2 separate regions of the Triticum aestivum genome follow, and region 1 is linked to region 2. Evidence: chromatin contacts called from public HiCAR-type data. All regions are on one chromosome and are shown on one strand. Each heading gives the region's core, a stretch centred on a gene start, on an enhancer-like site or on the middle of the called end of the contact. The rest is flanking DNA. Distances are from core to core; before and after follow the strand shown.

Region 1 (4,318 bases), core at 257-2,756, 150 kb after region 2:
ATAGGTCTATACATTTGAATCCTATCCGCCCCTTGACCCTTATCTAACAAAGTAACCACCCCATAGTTTAGCCTAGAATATCAATCACATCATCATAGAAGTCATGAAAGAGACTCAGCAGATCATTACAAATGAGGTGCCAAAAGGTTTGGAAGAATTCAATAGGCATACCATCGGGACCGGCAGCTCTATTATGCCTCATAGAAAAAACTACCATTTTTATCTCATCCAATGTAAATTTACCAACCAACTTACTTTTGTCCTCATCGGAAAGCATATCTTCTAGAGGAATGTTTAAGGAGACCGGGAGTAAATCAACATGCCCAAAGAGCTTTTTATAAAAATTGGTCGCATATTTAAGGAGCTGCTCATCCCCTTGGATGATCCCCTTAATATCTTTCCTGGTTGAATGTAATTTTTGTACTTCTACGCTTCCTACCGCTAGCTTTAATCATGAAGTACTTTGTGTTACCATCACCCTCCTTAATATCTTTCTCTTTAGACCTCTGGTACCACTTAATCTCCTCTCCCCTAAGGATCATACTCAAATCAGTTTGCAACTGATTTCTCAAAACATAGTCAGCTTCTGAAACTCCAGAGAGCTAACCTCACCATACGCATGTATGAGTTTCCTGTGTGTGTCTGCAAATTTTATTTTATCTCCGAAACGGAGCTACGATGCGACGACATGCTGTCCCTGTACCTCCTCTCGTTTCTCTGTCCCTGTGTTCTCGCAGAGAAACCCTGCGCTCTCTCCATAATTTTCCCATGGCTATTCTTTTCAGATTACTATATGGCTATTCGCAGACTGCTGGTGGTTTGCACCCGTCAGAGTCGCGCAGAAACAGAGTTAATACTAATCAGCAAAGAACCAAAGGCATGGACTGGTGAACTGTTTTAAACAGGGTGGGTGATGGTGATGAATGTACATGTACTCTACATGTCACTGCTCCAAGATGCTCATCCAGCCCTGCCGTGTTACAGACTCAGAGTGGTCCATCACATCAAAACCGCAAGCAACCGACGCGGAATCCCCTTCCCCACACCACCAGCCCGGTCCCTCCCGAGCTCAAGCTCTGTTCCTCTCTCGCGCGCGGCCATTTTGGTTCACTTTGCGGCGCGATCTCTACTATGCAATGCACGTGCACTCGCTAGGCTTCAACCAACGCGCACCAGCTTCGTCTTCCTCGCGCATCCCTGGCGGTTTGTTTCTTCTAATCAGCAGTTAATTTGTACTCGTGGCGAGACCCGAGAGAAAGAAGCGGCGAGGAGAAATGGAATGGGCGGTCCGTCGTAAGCTGGCGCATGCATGCAGCTCCCGTCCTGACAGATTTGGGCTCTGCAACCGCCGCGTCCACGTTTCGCAAGCGTTTTGCTCGTGCTCATCACTGTGGGCTTTAATTGCTCGCTGCAGGCTACGGCTGGAGCTGGATGCGGATGTATCTGTACGCTACAGCTCATCACTGTGGGCTGTGCGCCTGTGCCGTAGTATGCAGCGGCGCATCCAAGGGGCAGGCTTGGATGGGCTCAAGCCTGCCCTCCAAAATCGAACAATTTTTTTTTACTACTACTCATCACAGCAGCCCAGCCCAGAAAACACAGGCCCATCTACTCAGCAGTCAGCCCAGCCCCTGTAAACGCTGGTGTCGAGCAACCAATTCGAGCGTGCTGCAACACATCTCGACGCCTTACCCAGCCACAGCTCCGCCGCACCGCACCGCAACCCTAGCCGCCGCCGGAGCACGCCGCGACGCCGTCGACGGAGAGCACGCCGTGACGCCGTCCAGGGAGTTCACGCCGCGAGGACGCCCACGAAGAGCAGCACGGTACGCCGCGACGCCGTCGACGGAGCACACAGCCAGGGCGCCACCGACGCCGCCGGAGCCAGCCGTTGGGACCTCACCGGCCGTTCGTGGAGCCCACCGGCCATCCGCAGAGCCCTGCGTCAAGGGATCGACTGCTCGGGGCGCTGGCTCATCAGGTCCAGTTAAGAGGTTATTTTTCTCCTACCCAACGCTGCTCATACCATTGTTTTTTGCAGAAATCCAATAGCATAGTTGGCCTGGGCTTCTAGTCATAATCTGTGAGTTATTTCTCTGTTTTTTGTAGAAATGAAAAGAAAGACTTTGAACAATTGGTTTGCAAGCACTTCAAACACCCCCCGTGGCAACTTCATCTGTTGAGCGAATTTTTTCAGCTATGAAGATCATCAAAACAGATTTGCGCAATAAGATCTCGGATGATTGGCTCAATGACTTAATGGTGTGCTATTGTGAGAAAAGGATATTCAAAAGTATTCATGATGATCAGATCATGATACAATTCCAGAAAAAGAGTGATCGGAAAGCTCACCTGCCTCGTGAGTATAATGTGATTGCTTAAGAGTTTTCTAGTTCTAGTACAACTTTGTATACAACTGTTTCGTCGCAATAAACTAGCTACTTTTGGACAGATGGCATGGCGCTTGGGATCTGAAGCATATAATCTATATAGTTCTACAGTAGCATTGGTTAGAAGCAAAACCGGCATCATTGGTTTCGTCTTCCTTTTTGTTGCTTCTGTAGTACTTTATCTATTGCTGTGTGAATTGTATGCTTTGGAATCGAAAGTTTGTGGTATGACCAAATATGTTACTACTTACTAGTATTGCTGTTGTAAAATATCATATCGTTTCAGGCTCATATTTGGCACGTGTTGGCTGTTTAAATTGACCATACCAATTTTTACCTCAAAATTTGATTGCTTCGAAAAAATCTGAGAAAACTCCTGTAAATACTTCATGTGACTACTATAAATCTGGGAAAGTTTGAGCATCTTTGGACAAAGGGATTGATATATTAACTTTGAGCCCCCCCTCCATTTCCTTTCTGGATTCGCCGCTGGTAGTATGTACTCTACTATGGAGTAGTACCTCCGAAAACTTTATAATATGTGCTTGGAAACGAAAGGAACCGTATACCTGCAAACGTACTAGAGACTACAGCAACTCGCGGAGCTTTATTTCGGCCTGTCACTCGCGATTCACAGTAGAAGCAGGGAGCCAGCGCAACGTGTCGTCTATTTGGTCATCCCGTACCACGACCTTTAGGATTAAGAAACGTAGAAATCGACCATTCGCTGCACCCCGCCCATGGCAAAGGGCCAAAGGCAAAGGCAAAGGCAAAGCCGGTCGAACTCCGGTGGACTGTGGGCCGTCGATGGGCGCGGCACGCCTCCCTCCCGTCCCGTGCCCGACCGTAGACGAAGCCGCCGGAGCTGGACGAAGGCGTCCGGTCGTTGTGTGTTGTGTCCACAACGAATCATGACCAGACCAAACGTGAGGGAACTCCGGCCTGGACGCCGATGGAACATCAAGGCCGCCGGACTCCGGCCCGTGAAGACGAGTTGTGTCGCACGCGCGCGCGTTCCATCGTTGACCCGGACCCCCACCGGCACCCAGGCCCGCCCGACACGGAGCGTCTTCGTGGGGAGCGCATGTGTTGTTGCCTTGTTGCTCGCTCCCGAGTCCTGGCCTAGCTAGGACCCTAGGTTAGGTAATCTCCGCCGTACCGTGGAGTACGCCACAAAGCACGTCCAGGCTCTTTGGCTGCACGGGGAAATCGTGGCCACAGTGAGGGCGCGCGCCAAGACCGGATTTGCCGGACTGCCCGTGGTCGGATTTCACCACCAAGTACCAACCGATCTTCTTGTCCTAGCTGCCACAGTATTTCTTTGATTTTAAGAGGATGGTTTACCACTCGTGCGCCCGGGCAAGGTCGATTTCAAATGCTAAGTTGGTGGGCGTACCACAGCTCCATGTAGCGTGATTCTGATCGATGTTGTATCGCTTGATTAGAGCATGTACAACCGATGGTCTTAAACCAACCTCAAATGCCCGGGCAGACAGTCTGGTCAATAACCGGTCAAAAAAGAAAATGACCCAGGCAGGCTCCTCACACCGGCCCTAAACAACTAGGTACCCCTCATATCCCAAGGTCGTTTCAAGTGCGGTCAATGTTTTGCCTCCGATTGCCATGGAAGAGGACCACCATGCCTTTACTCTTTGGATGTCAAACCAATTATCAATGAGCAGCTCAGCCGGAGAGAGCAAAAATGTAAGCATTGCCCAAATAGGAATGGAACAAGACCGAGCAAAACTAGCATGGCCCAAATACGGGTGAGGGGGGGAGGTAACCAAACATGAGGTGTGTGGCTCTGTGGCCATTCTTGACCATGGAAATGACCGTGCGCACAAAATTCACTTATCACGATTTGCCGAATGAAGTATTTAAGCTACGGTGGTGCTAGGTATTTCAGATTGGCATTTTCATGACCATTC
Region 2 (3,977 bases), core at 1,264-3,763:
GTATTTACTAAACCCCTGAGGGCACATTGCTATCTTTTTAGTTGGAGGAATTAAAGGCAAAGATCAAATGTTGAAACGGCATTAGTATGCACTTCATCTGCAACCAGCCATCTATTTCCAGACCAGAAGTGATTGTTCTACACTCTGTTTAATGGGTCCTTATGCACTGAAGGCTCAACAGGTAAATCCAAAACAAAATTCTAGATAGTATAATATATGGGTTACACTAACTACACACAAAATTTCAGGTTCAAAATCATTCTATGTTCATAGCAACAAAATGAGAAAATTCTTACAATTTTTACAACAACAACAACAACAACAAAGTTTTCAGTCCCAAACAAGTTGGGGTAGGCAGCAGTTGAAACCCATAAGATATGGAAACCAAGTCATGGTTATGGCACGTGGATAGCTAACTAACTTCCACGCACACTTGTCCATGACATAGAATTGTGCACTCACCATAGAGTGAAACTCTTCAAATTTTATACATAGATAGAAGTTTTGAAGTACGTTTAGAATTGTTTTCAAAAATAATGTGGTAACCGTTAGCTAGAGTGCATGTTAGTTGCATCATAAGCCTTTGTGCAAGCAATACACCTCCCCTACTTGGTAACAGAAAACAAAATAGATCTTAGGAAGAGTTCCACGTGGCGACTAAATGACTTGTCGCTTAGTCACGACTTGTATGATACCCCGGTCATGGGCCTACATCAGAATAGTCAGTTATTTACATTGTAAAACTTTTAAGTTAAAATTAATAACATCAACTACTTTGCAGGTTCCAACAATTCTGAGTCTAACAACTTCTATAATGCATGATGTGATATCAGACAACAGCAGACTATGACTCTAATTGTGGTCCACTCTGAATTATTCAAGGCGTGGTGGACGGGTATGTGCCGCCTAGCGTCCAGTAACTTGTCTGACTAGTTCAAAGTCAGTCCAGGGTGGATGGACTGGACCCACGTAACTTCTGTTCCATCCTAATTAAGCACTGGACCTAGCAAATTATATGTGGTGGACTTAATTGTTGTCTGCAACCGTTGTCTAAAATTAACAGATCCTAAACATCCTGCACCCATTAGACCTATATATAAATTCAGAAAAAAGCAGGAAAATTGATTCCAAGTGGCACATTTTTAGTGTCACATTTTATTTTAACTCCAATACAGGATCCATCGTTTCACAGCAGCCTAGCACATCGCCAATTAACTGAATGTAAACCAACGAGAAATAGACAGTAGTAGCCAAACCTTACAGGAAAACATTCTACGATAGTAGGGACAGAACAAATTAACGTGGCATGAATATGGTGAACAGCCGAACAATGCAAAGCACTGCAGCTGACAAATATGCCGAAAAGCCCCGAAGGTCAGAAGGAACACTATCAGGGTTAGCAAAGCGTTCCGTTTGCACGCTTGCAACACATGATGGTAGGCACAAGGGGCCTTAACATGTCAGCCGATGTCCCAAAGGCCAGTAGTTCAACGTTGTGAATACCTGGTCAGAGACCATGTCGTTGGTCCCCCGGCTTCACAATTGGCCATGAAGCAAACTGGTGGAAAAGCTTGTTAGTTTTTCCGTTTGTTCTTTTTGGCAGTTGATGAATCCTTGGTAGGGCTTTGCATGTTTATGGAAGTTATCTGGGCACCGAACTCAGCTTTGATCAGATCTACTCTTTCACCCATGTTTCTCAAAAAGGATAGCTCGGTGTACATCACAAAGAAGAATGTATAAGCGGCCTAAAGAGTTCTTCATGTGGACCTAACTCAGCGGCTGAATTAAAAACTTATCGTAACGGTTTCAAGAAATTGTAGAACAAGAAACTGAACCGGTGAGGGGGGAAAGGCAGCCTGGATCTGTGCCCATCTTGGGCAAAGTTCTTCCGCAGCCGTAGCTTACTCAGTTAGCTTGATAAGAAAAGATTTGCCGAAATGTTTATCATCAACAGCAAAACAAGTTGTAATTTTTCTTGCCATTAAAATTAAATCAACCATGACCATGAAGGATGAGGGCCCGTAACGCCAGATTTCCAGCAACCCAAACGCCCTCGCAGCATCCGGATAAGAACACGGCCCCCCCAAATTCCCCCTAACTGAAGATTTCTTAGCAGCAGGCAAAGGTTCAGGAAACTGAAGCTGGGAGGATTTGGACCGCAGGGAGAGAGACAGGAACAACACTTGAACAGCAACGAGAAAGAACACAACACAACACGCATTCCAGAATCCGCACCGACACCTAGCCGAGAACCGACGGAACCGACGGCAAGGGCCTCTCTCACGATAACGCTGGACCTCGAGGTGCCAATTGCGAAAGCGCGTGATGAAGAACAGGGGAAAGCGGGGGAGGAACACGAGTCAAGAGCAAGAACAACACCCGCGCACGCACACAAGCAATCCGGCAGAATCACACCGACGGACGCGGAATCCTCGACGGAATCCGCCGTGGTTTCTTCATAGAGCGGGGAGAAGGGGGACGGAGGAGGCTGGCTACCTGCCGTTGGCGAGCGGGTGTCTGCCGGTGAGCCCTTGGCCTTGCTGCTCCTGCTCCTGCTCTTTCCTCTCGGCTTCCTTGCGCTGGGCCTCCCCCTGCTGCTCCGCCTTAATAGTGGCTGCGCTCCTCTCCAGCAGATCCATCTCCGCCTCGGGTCTCAACCAACTGCTCCTCCCTCCCTCCCTCCCTCTCGCTGAAAGGGACCTGGGAATGAGAATTGGAGGAAGCGGGAGGGGGTCGGGGATAAAGATGGACCGGCGGAGGAGTGGGTGTGTGTACAGCAAACGCGCATGTGAATGTCGTGACTGGGCTGGCCATAATAATATAGGGGCCCCCGATATCTTTACGCATTCAATTTTTATATAGTACTCTCTCTGTAAACAAATATAAGAGTGTTTGGAACACTATTTTAGTGATCTAAACGCTCTTATATTTTTTTACAGAGGGAGTACTGTCTTTATAATACTCTGTCACTTGGCAGCGCCTCACTGGAGGAGATGCTGATAAAGGTCAAGTGATACAGTGGTAATGAATGTTTTTGTAGTAGTACAAAAGATAACCTGCCATGGATTGGCAGGGAGAGTAAATGAATAAATATGTGCCATCTCAAAAAAAGATAATGAATATGTGTCCTATTTTTGGCAGCAGTAATTTGACGTTTGTTCGAGGGGGTTTCGGGTTCGGTTTTATGGTTGTCCGGTTTGTTGTGACCCCCGACGAAACGGTAACTTCGAGTATTTTCCGGGTATCTAAGAGACTAAGGCCCTGTTTCCGCCGTTTGGATCCTCCCTGCTCCACAACTGTAGCTCCTCGAGCGGAGGGAGCGGCGGCACAATTGCAGGGAGTGGCTCGAACCGAGCTTCTCGCGTGGAGCGGAGTTTCGTGACCGGAGAGGTTTCGAACGGGCACCAAGTCAGCACGCCATGAGCTTCGGGCGCGTGAGTTCCGAGCGCAAAACGACAAACGCTACTTCTTCTTCTTGCATATGGTTCTTATACATGCCTCGTTTGCCCGCGCGTTTGCTTGGCCCGGCATCGGGCCAATTTCTCTCGCTCGGACCTCTTTGGCGCCTTGTTGCAACGTCTCTTGTTTTTTTTACCATTACATTGTCGTTTGTTATTAGCCATATAACAGAATCACCCACACCGTACACCTCGTAGCGAGTTGATGAGTCTACCGCTTCCCCCTTGTTTGGAAGAAGCTGCGAGAGGTCAACACACTGTCAGATATGTGTTGTTGAAGCCTGGCCGCCAACTCCTCCATCACGCTTCCCTCACATATACCGACACGCCAAGCTAGAGATCAAAGGTACCCGGGGGAGACGACAAGACCATTAAAAATGTGAAGACTAAAAGCTTTGAGATGACCTGACCCATGCGATTTATCAAACACAACCGCAACATTGACCTTATAATTCCAATTGAGCAACATTTTGAAATAATTTCAATCCATGGCACGGGTTCATTTATATGCGTCCAAGT

The links. HiCAR-type assays count read pairs that join an accessible place to other places.
Region 1: a HiCAR-type map of leaf shows a contact between it and region 2, with 5 times the contacts expected there. The contact joins the promoter of LOC123186324 here to the promoter of LOC100125739 in region 2. A contact is called at or near these places in 3 of 5 Hi-C or Micro-C datasets (leaf and an unstated tissue) and 1 of 1 datasets of contacts at active chromatin or transcription factors (leaf).

Annotation. Positions count from the first base shown.
Region 1 is chr2A:738,459,370-738,463,687 of IWGSC CS RefSeq v2.1, forward strand. LOC123186324 (serine/arginine repetitive matrix protein 1) reads left to right here and starts at 1,507. Exons shown (of 2, transcript XM_044598105.1): 1 at 1,507-1,994; 2 at 2,110-2,681. The coding sequence starts at 1,522. The coding sequence ends at 2,203.
Region 2 is chr2A:738,309,875-738,313,851 of IWGSC CS RefSeq v2.1, forward strand. It overlaps LOC100125739 (protein TIFY 3), which reads right to left and starts at 2,514. Exons shown (of 5, transcript XM_044603441.1): 1 at 2,497-2,514. The coding sequence starts at 2,514.